2 separate regions of the Mus musculus genome follow, and region 1 is linked to region 2. Evidence: chromatin contacts called from public promoter capture Hi-C data. All regions are on one chromosome and are shown on one strand. The core of a region is the stretch at or near the end of the contact, and the rest is flanking DNA. Distances in the headings are between cores, read along the strand shown. Region 1 holds the start of Ube2cbp (ubiquitin-conjugating enzyme E2C binding protein). Region 2 overlaps Bckdhb (branched chain ketoacid dehydrogenase E1, beta polypeptide).

Region 1 (4,440 bases), core at 847-3,346, 2.5 Mb after region 2:
GCTAAAGGGAACTGCAACCCTATAGGTGGAACAACAATATGAACTAACCAGTACCCGGGAGCTCTTGTCTTTAGCTGCATATGTATCAAAAGATGGCCTAGTCGGCCATCACTGCAAAGAGAGGCCTATTGGACTTGCAAACTTTATATGCCCCAGTACAGGGGAACGCCAGGGCCAAAAAGGGGGAGTGGGTGTGTAGGGGATTGGGGAGGTGGGTATGGGGGACCTTTGGGATAGCATTGAAAATGTAAATGAGGAAAATACCTAATTAAAAAAAAAAGAAAAAAAGAAAAAAAAAAAGAAAAGATTTGTAAATTTAGAAGAAGAAAAAAAGAAACGGGAAAGAAATACTCATTTAAGCTACCACAGAGATGAAATATGAATCTCAAAGCCTTGTTGGATGTTCCCAGCCCTGTGAAAGCACAGGCAAGCAGGCAGATCTATGAGTTCAAGGTCAGACTGGTTACATAGTAAACCACACCAGCCATGAATACATTATTAGGCCCTGTCTTACAAAACAAAACAACAAAAACATGTTGGGAAAGGCAGATTGAAACATCAATTTCAAAACATCAGTTGGCTATGTCAGCTTGACATACGTCGGGAATTAATTAAAACCCCAACATGGAGGGCACATGGTGAGGGATTTTTTTACTTAATTGGAAGTAGGAAGACTCACTTCCTACCTTTGAGGTAGGAAGACATTCCTTTATCCGGATCTTTTGAGCTGGGAAGAGCCACCTCAAATATAAGCCACAACTTCTGTGGGAAGAGGACATGGAAGAAAGAAGCTCTTTGCTTGCTTGCCCTCCCTCTCACTGTCATTAGGAAGTGCACTGAAGACCAGCTGAGACACACAGCCTCACGGACTGAGCAAACACTGGATTTTTGGACTCAACATTCATTCATAGCCACTGTTGGACTGGCTGGACTGCAAGCTGTTAAGTCGTTCTAATAAATCCTCTTTCTATTTATAGACAGATTCATTCAATCAATTCAGTTACTCTAGAGGACCCTGACTAATACACATGTCAACACAGTTCGAGAAACAGGGATATTGTGTAGATTGGTTGAATGGGACCAGACCATGGTTCTCTTAGTAGGATAAGGGACTGAGCTGTGTTAGAAGTCAACAGTCAAAAGATCAGAGAGACAAACAGGCAGTCTAGCAAAGTAGGTTTCTCACAGAGTTTGTTTGGTACGAGGGATTAGGCAGCTGTATTTGGTAATGTGTGTATTCTTAATTACCAAACACAGTGGACAGAAATTGTGGATATTGATCTCACTCCTCCCCACCCTTCATCCCCATACTGGGGAGTATTCAAGATCTGTACAAGCTACACAAATGAATTGTACTGAGCCTAGACTCAATCCCAATCTTAAAACTGAAGAAATCCAGGTAATTCTGCCCATGTGAGAAAGGTAGGATTTGAGTTCAGTCCTCAGGCCGCATGCAAAACTGCCACTTTAGCTACTTGTCAGATTTTAGGAAAAAAGGCGAAGCTAAGGAAAAAAAAAAATACAACTGTGCTGCTCTGTAGTACATTTTCACATCTATTTGATACATTTGTCACTAAGAACTAGGCAAAACCCACGAAGAGATCACAAACCATTAAAATTGCTGACCATTAGCAAAAAGGAGCATTTTACCCCCTAAAAGTTTCTTGTTTGTGTAGTAAATATGAAATTTAAAGTTCGCAGACAGGCTGGGGAGATGGTTCAGCGGCTAAAATGCTCGCCAGGGCAACCCATCTCGCCCCGCGCACGCGCACATTGTCCCGCGCACGCGCCTACTGCCCGGCGCGCTCGCTCCCTCGGTCCCGCGCATCCGCGCTCCTGTGCCACGCACACGCGCACCAGGCTCCGGGCCGCGCGCCTGGCCCATGCACGCGGTCCCGCGCACCGGTGCTCCCTCCCTTACCCCAGGATTAGCAGCGCACTCTGCAGCCGTCTCCGCACTTCCAGGAACACGCGCGTTTCCGCCGCAGCCACCGCCATGGCCGACTCAGGGACCCACGCGGGACCGAGCCCACAGTTACTAGAACCCGGACAGGGTGGGAGCACGTGCGGCCGTAGCAGGCGGCTGGCTCCCAGGCCAAGGTAGCGCGAAGGGATCCGGCGGCGGCCGTCTGTCGGCTAGAGCGCCACCTACCGGGAAGAGAGCGCACTGCCGAGGCGCCGACCTTGCCCCAGTGGCCGCTCTAGTAGGACAGGTGCGACCCAGAGAGCAGAGCTGACCTCCACTGGAAGGATGTTGGATGGGCTTGACTATGACTACGAGCATTTCTTTCCCTGAAATGAACAGAAAGCTCAGTTTGGGCCAGGGGAAGCTCTTCTCTGGATAGTTGAGTAGGATGAGGTAGATAATGGAGCAGAAGCTGTACAGGTGGTACTTCCCATAGGTCCAGAGCCCCAAAGCCCACTTTATCGGAGTCTCCTTTATTTGAACTAGAACAGTTTATTAGCTTCCGTATGATGTATCCAAAAATATCCACAATTGATTGGCCATTACATTTCGCGCTAGATATGGTACTTCCAAGACTGAAACAGTTGCAAAAACCAGTGTAACCACTAAAAGACTGGTGGACTTGTATCTTGACTGACCATTCATGTAACTTTTGAGAAGCTAAAAGGAAATGAGTAATTTCTGATATACATTCCCACTATACTGCAGAAATAAAAGAAGTCATAACTTAATTGCTCCTACAAGATACATTTCGAAAGTTTGATGCAGTAAAAGATCTAGTGTGGTATAAACAAATATATCAGGCCATAGGATTTCAGTTGGACACCTTTTAAGAATGGAAAGCTGTTATTTAAAACATAGCTTGTATAATGGGGATTGTCTTAGTTAAGGTTGCTTTTGCTGTGATGAAGCAACAGTACCAAAGGCATTTGGGGAGGAAAGCATGTGTTCAGCTTACACTTCTATACCACTGTTCATCATTGAGGGATGTCAGGACAGGAACCCAAACAGGGCAGAAACCGAGAGGGGGAGCTGATGCAGAAGCTATGGGAGGGTGAGTTTACTGGCTTGCTCCCATGGTTTCACTGAACCTGCTTCCCCATAGAACCGAGGATCACCGACCCAGGCAGGGATAGCACCACCCAACATAGGCTAGGCCCTCCTAGGTCAATCACTATTTTAAAAAACGAGTTACAGTTAGGTCTTATGGAAGCATTTTCTCAATTGAGGTTCCCTCCTTTCAGAAGACTCTATCTTGTGTCAAGTTGACATAAAACTAGCCAGGACTGAAATCCTGTTTATTGATGTTCCATTTCATAATTTCATAGTTATAATTATCTGACATTGAACAAACTGGAAGCATTTCTAAATAGGTTTAATCCAAAGAGGATGGCGTATATCTGCAACCCCAGCATTTAGGAGACTGAGGCAGGATTGCTGAAAGTTCAAGGTCAGTTTGGGCTATGTGAGTACAGGGCCGTCTAGAGCTATGTGGCAAGACTGTCTCAAAACAAAAACTGGTCTTAAGTATACTGAAAATGTGATTTCAGATAACTTTTCTAATATCAACCTTTGAGGTGTTTTAAAGTTTATCATGTTGCTATATAAATTCCTGTTTCATTCCAACAATTTGAGATCATAAGAGGGAATAATAGCTTTAAAAAGTAAAAGCTTTGGGATGGAGGGTTGGCTTTGTGGTTAAGAGCACTTGGTTGCTGTTTCACAGGACTGGGAAGCTAGGTTTATAGCACTCATAATTGCTTGCAACTTCAGAGCATCTGACCTCTTTTTCTGGGCTCCATGCATGCACACACATACCTGTGGCACTCCCATATAAAATATAAGTAAATAATTTTTGAAAAAAAGCAAAGGTAACTACTATTTGGTGGCAACTCATTTATTTGAAGGACAATTGTTCTCTTATACTTTTAACACAGAATATTACTTAAATTTTGGCAATACTTAATATTGACACCTAGCAAAATACACAGCGTCCTCAGATTAGCGTGCTCCTCATATATGGTTTAAAACTAGAACACGCAAAAACACTTGTAAAGACAACAACCCTTTCGAATACGCGTTTGAAAGACGGCTAGATACAAAAAAAAGTGCTAAACTGGCTCTCGGTTTCACACAAACTGTGCCTGAAATGACGCGCATAAAGTGCTGGTGGATCCAGATGATCGTACTTAAATAATACTTCAAAACTGTTTTCAATTCCCCCATTCCATCAAAATGATGGTTCGCTGGCTCCTTGCTCACACCTTTCCCGCCTTCCCTCCGCCGTCTCTCCGGTCGCCCGCACGAGGGCGCTGTGGCGCCGGCTAGCCGTGGCCGCCGAGCAGCGGACGGGGACGGGGGCGGGGACGGAGGCCGCCGACGTCGACGCCGGCGTGGGCGCGCGCGGTGCACGCTGGTAGCTGTCACTAGGCCCTGGGCTGGCGGCCTTCGTGCGGCTGCCGCGGTTGCCAAGA
Region 2 (4,509 bases), core at 423-2,922:
ACACACACACACACACACACACACACACACACACACACACACACACACACACACACACACACACACACACACACACACATACACACACACACACACACACACACACACACACACACACACACACACATACACACACACACACATATACACACACACACACACACACACACACACACACACACACACACACACACACACACACACACACACACACACACACACACACACACACACACACAACACACACACACACACACACATACACACATACACACACACACACACACACACACACACTACCTCTAACACCTGTGTCTACCCTGTCTTCTCTTCCTATGCTGCTCTTAAATACCCCCTCTTTCCTGTGCTCTTCTTGTGACAGTTGGATGTATTCTATATCTGACCCATTCTGTAAAATCTTTCTCTGATTTGTCACCTTGTCTGCCTTTCAATTAAATGTCGCTTTCAAACATGGCTACTTCCTTCTATAAACTAACCTGACCTTCCTTGTTGGGGATTAAAGGTGTGTACTAATGGTGTCTGTATTCTAGCCAACTCATACTGTAATCCAGAGCATGACTGCATTCTAGCCAGATCACATAGACCTAGAAAGTCTTTGGGTGTGGTTCCTTGCCAAAGCAGCCAGTTTGCTGGATTACAATTCCTCTATAAATTCTGTTTTCAGGCATTTAAATGTAAGAGGTAAGGCCACATGTCCTTCAAAAGGTCACTGGCTCAGCCTGGCTGCCAGGTGAATTTCCACTGAGTTCTCTTTTAATGTTATTCCTGTTACGGGCAGGTGCTTTAATGCAGGCTCCCACACCTCTTGGCTCTGTTCAGCTCACATCAGGCCTTTGCTGAAGACACTGCTTCTTGTGTGTCTCAGCGAGGACGGACCCTTCCCTCTAACATCACTTACCACCTTCAAGGTTCTTTTGACCATTCAGGAACTTCGATCATTATTTTCCTCTCCATCTCATTTTTGACTTTGTCATTCCAGAGGCAATATCACCTAACCACTAGATGCTGTGGGTTTGTGCTTCCTCTTTGCTTCCCCCCATCCTTTGCTTCTTCTTCCTCCCATTCTCCCTGTTTTCCTCTCTCTTCCTCTTCCCTCCTCTCATTTAAAAAAAAAGTTTTCACACTAGTCCAGGCTGGCTAAGAAATCACTGCAAAGCTCCAGCTAGTCCCAGGCTCCTGGTGATCCTCTGGCCTCAGCCACCCAAGTGCTGCTCTTGTATGAATGAGCCAGTGTCTTGCCCGAATTTATTTCTCCCTTGACAACACAGCATTGTGACATTGTCCGAGCTCATTAAATCTTTGTATATTTTACTGCTTTCACCTGTAGTGTGGGAGCCTAGTAAGATGATCCACGTAGTGCTTGGTACCCAACAGCTGGGGTGATAGAATGAGTCTCTGTAGGGAGGTGAAAGAGGAGGTATATACCAACATGGAGTGGAGACTGACTATTGGCTCCTTGATAGACAACACCTCACAGGTTTTCCACAGTGGTCCTGTACTCTGATATCATTGCTTTTGTTTTTTATAGAGGAGGAAACTGGATATCAGCAGCTTTCACTAAGTCACGCAGAGAATAAATAACTTAGCAGACTTCAGACGAGGCCTGTTTTAGGCTTATGTGGGCACTCCCTGCATAACAGAGAGTTAGTTACACATTACATCCCGGCCTCTCTTTGTTCCAGGGCCCTGTAATTGTGTGCATGTGTAAGCTTGTTAACTAATCCATTCCACACGTTCTTACATCTTTCTGGATGACAGACTGCTGGATGCTCTGGATACGGGCATGACCCTGTCCTCCTGGGATTTGAAGTCTGGACGGAAAATAGTAACCATGAGTATAATTAAGCCAGTGCCTACTGCAGTAAATGACCCTTGAGTGATGTTCCAGTGCTAAGAAAGGAGAAGACAGATCAGTCATGGCTCCTAAGATGTTTATTAGCCAAGGTTTTAGAAAGGTACCCAGAGGTATGAGAGGGGGCTTCTGGCTGCAGGGAGGGGTTCATGTGTGTAGGTTCTGCTTACGTAATGGAACTGAGAGACATCTCAGTGGTGAACTTTTGATGCTAAATGGGACAGTTCAGGTGGCCAGAGATGGGACTCACCAGGCCGTGCATGGGGTGGGGATTATTCGAGTGTGGTCTTTGTAGGGCTTTCATCATGGGGCTTGCTTTGTAGGACTCTGGCTTCTCTGGAAGTAACTCTGTTGACCAGGCTGACAGTGAACTCAGAGATCTGCCTGCTTCTGCCTCCCCAGTGCTGGGATTAGAAGGCTGGCTGTGGCAGGGGGTTGCCTGTACTCGCACATCTGGAGGCTGGGACAGGAAGAATTTAGCTAGCTCTCTAGCTAGTCAGTCTAGCCAATAAACTCTCATTTCAATGAGGGACAGTAAAAAATAAGGTGGATTTGGGTGGGTTTGCACATGCTTTTATTTCCAGCACTTGGAGGCTGAGTAAGGTGGATCTCTGTTGAGTTAGAGGCCAGCTGATTTATGTGGTGAATTCCAGAGCAGCCAGGGCCACAAGGTGTCAATAAAACAAATTAAAACAAAGCAAAACAAAAACAAACAAACAAACAAACAAAACAATAAAGGAAGACATCAGATGTTGACCCCTGGCTTTCATAGATACCACACAGGCACAGTTGGATTTATAGAATCTTTTACTACCAAGCCCTTTCATTTACATTAGAGTACAGCCTGTGTGTGTATACATGTGTGCTTGCATTGCTAGTGTGCCACCCCCACCACCACAGACTGTGTGTGTGTGTGTGTGTGTGTGTGTGTCCAGTTTTGGATTCTCTCAAATATTAAGTTGTGGGTAGATATTTGGGTCACTTTAATGGGAATTAGAGAAGGATCCAAGTACATAGTATGCACATAGAGGGCTAATCCAGAAGAGCAGTGTCTGGAGACTGAGGCAGGGCCGTTGTAAGTTCTAGGCCAGCTACGCACTGAGACTATAAAATAAACTTGTACCTGTGAATGAAATGGTTTCTTCTCCACCATCTGTGCTTCAGCTTTAAAAAGAGTTGGAAGTAGATGTTAGTGTATTAGTGTTGGGAGCCGCCCCCACATTCGCCGTTACAAGATGGCGCTGACAGCTGTGTTCTAAGTGGTAAACAAATAATCTGCGCATGTGCCAAGGGTATCTTATGACTACTTGTGCTCTGCCTTCCCCGTGACGTCAACTCGGCCGATGGGCTGCAGCCAATCAGGGAGTGACACGTCCGAGGCGAAGGAGAATGCTCCTTAAGAGGGACGGGGTTTTCGTTTTTCTCTCTCTCTTGCTTCGCTCTCTTGCTTTTCTCTCTTCTCTTGCTTTTTCGCTCTCTTGCTTCTCGCTCTCTCTTGCTTCTTGCTCTCTTGCTTCTTGCACTCTGTTCCTGAAGATGTAAGAATAAAGCTTTGCCGCAGAAGATTCTGGTCTGTGGTGTTCTTCCTGGCCGGTCGTGAGAACGCGTCTAATAACAATTGGTGCCGAATTCCGGGACGAGAAAAAAACTCGGGACTGGCGCAAGGAGGATCCCTCATTCCGGAACCAGAACTGCGGATCACGTTTATAAAGGTTCCCGTAACACAGACTGTTGAGAAGGATTCAACTGCCGAATTCAGAACTCATCAGCTGGGGAACGACGGTGATAAAGGTTCCCGTAAAGCAGACTGTTGAGAAGGATTCAACTGCCGAATTCAGAACTCATCAGCTGGGGAACGACGGTGATAAAGGTTCCCGTAAAGCAGACTGTTAAGAAGGATTCAACTGTATGAATTCAGAACTTTTCAGCTGGGGAACGAGGTAAGTCTGATCTTGAACTTTCTAACGAAATTCAAGACAGTCTATCAGAAGTAAAGTGGAATATGTTTGGCCTTGAATTTTTTCTGGTGTTAGGAGCCCTTTTGTTCCTTTTCACATGTTATCAAGTGATTAAGATAGGGCTGAAAATTCTAGAGGAAATTCAGGACAAGCTATCAGAAGTAAAGCGGGGAGAGAGAGTAGGAACAAAGAGGAAATATGGTACACAAAATAAGTATACAGGCCTTTCCAAGGGTCTTGAACCCGAGGAAAAGTTAAGGTTAGGTAGGAATACCTGGGGAGAGATTAGAAGGAAGGAAAAGAAAAAAGAAAAGAAAAAAGATCGATTAGCGGAGGTCTCTAGGAGATACTCGTCACTAGATGAGCTCAGGAAGCCAGCTCTTAGTAGTTCTGAAGCAGAAACAGACTGGGAGGAAGAAGCAGCCCATTACCAGCCAGCTAATTGGTCAAGAAAAAAGCCAAAAGCGGCTGGCGAAGGCCAGTTTGCTGATTGGCCTCAGGGCAGTCGGCTTCAAGGTCCGCCCTATGCGGAGTCCCCGCCCTGCGTAGTGCGTCAGCAATGCGCAGAGAGGCAGTGCGCAGAGAGGCAGTGCGCAGACTCATTCATTCCCAGAGAGGAACAAAGGAAAATACAACAGGCATTTCCGGTCTTTGAAGGAGCCGAGGGTGGGCGTGTCC

What was found. Promoter capture Hi-C pulls out the DNA fragments that hold promoters and counts their contacts.
Region 1: a contact with region 2 is called in a promoter capture Hi-C map of second pharyngeal arch cranial neural crest. The contact joins the promoter of Ube2cbp here to the enhancer-like site in region 2. A contact is called at or near these places in 5 of 39 promoter capture datasets (cranial neural crest, hippocampal neurons, liver and 2 more), 8 of 484 Hi-C or Micro-C datasets (B cells, CD4 T cells, CD8 T cells and 5 more) and 2 of 115 datasets of contacts at active chromatin or transcription factors (embryonic forebrain and forebrain).

The regions. Positions count from the first base shown.
Region 1 is chr9:86,462,820-86,467,259 of GRCm38.p6, forward strand. Ube2cbp (ubiquitin-conjugating enzyme E2C binding protein) reads right to left here and starts at 2,097. Exons shown (of 10, transcript NM_027394.2): 1 at 1,922-2,097. The coding sequence starts at 1,998. It overlaps Dop1a (DOP1 leucine zipper like protein A), which reads left to right and starts at 4,335. Exons shown (of 39, transcript NM_177208.3): 1 at 4,335-4,440.
Region 2 is chr9:83,939,474-83,943,982 of GRCm38.p6, forward strand. All of the region lies in intron 1 of Bckdhb (branched chain ketoacid dehydrogenase E1, beta polypeptide), which reads left to right. Among named protein-coding and RNA genes, the nearest start is that of Gm29163, 3.3 kb to the left of the region's middle. Within about 2 kb of position 1,673, at least 4 of the 459 cell types and tissues checked have an H3K27ac peak or open chromatin away from gene starts, as enhancers often do. A contact at or near this core is called in second pharyngeal arch cranial neural crest, where this site is marked.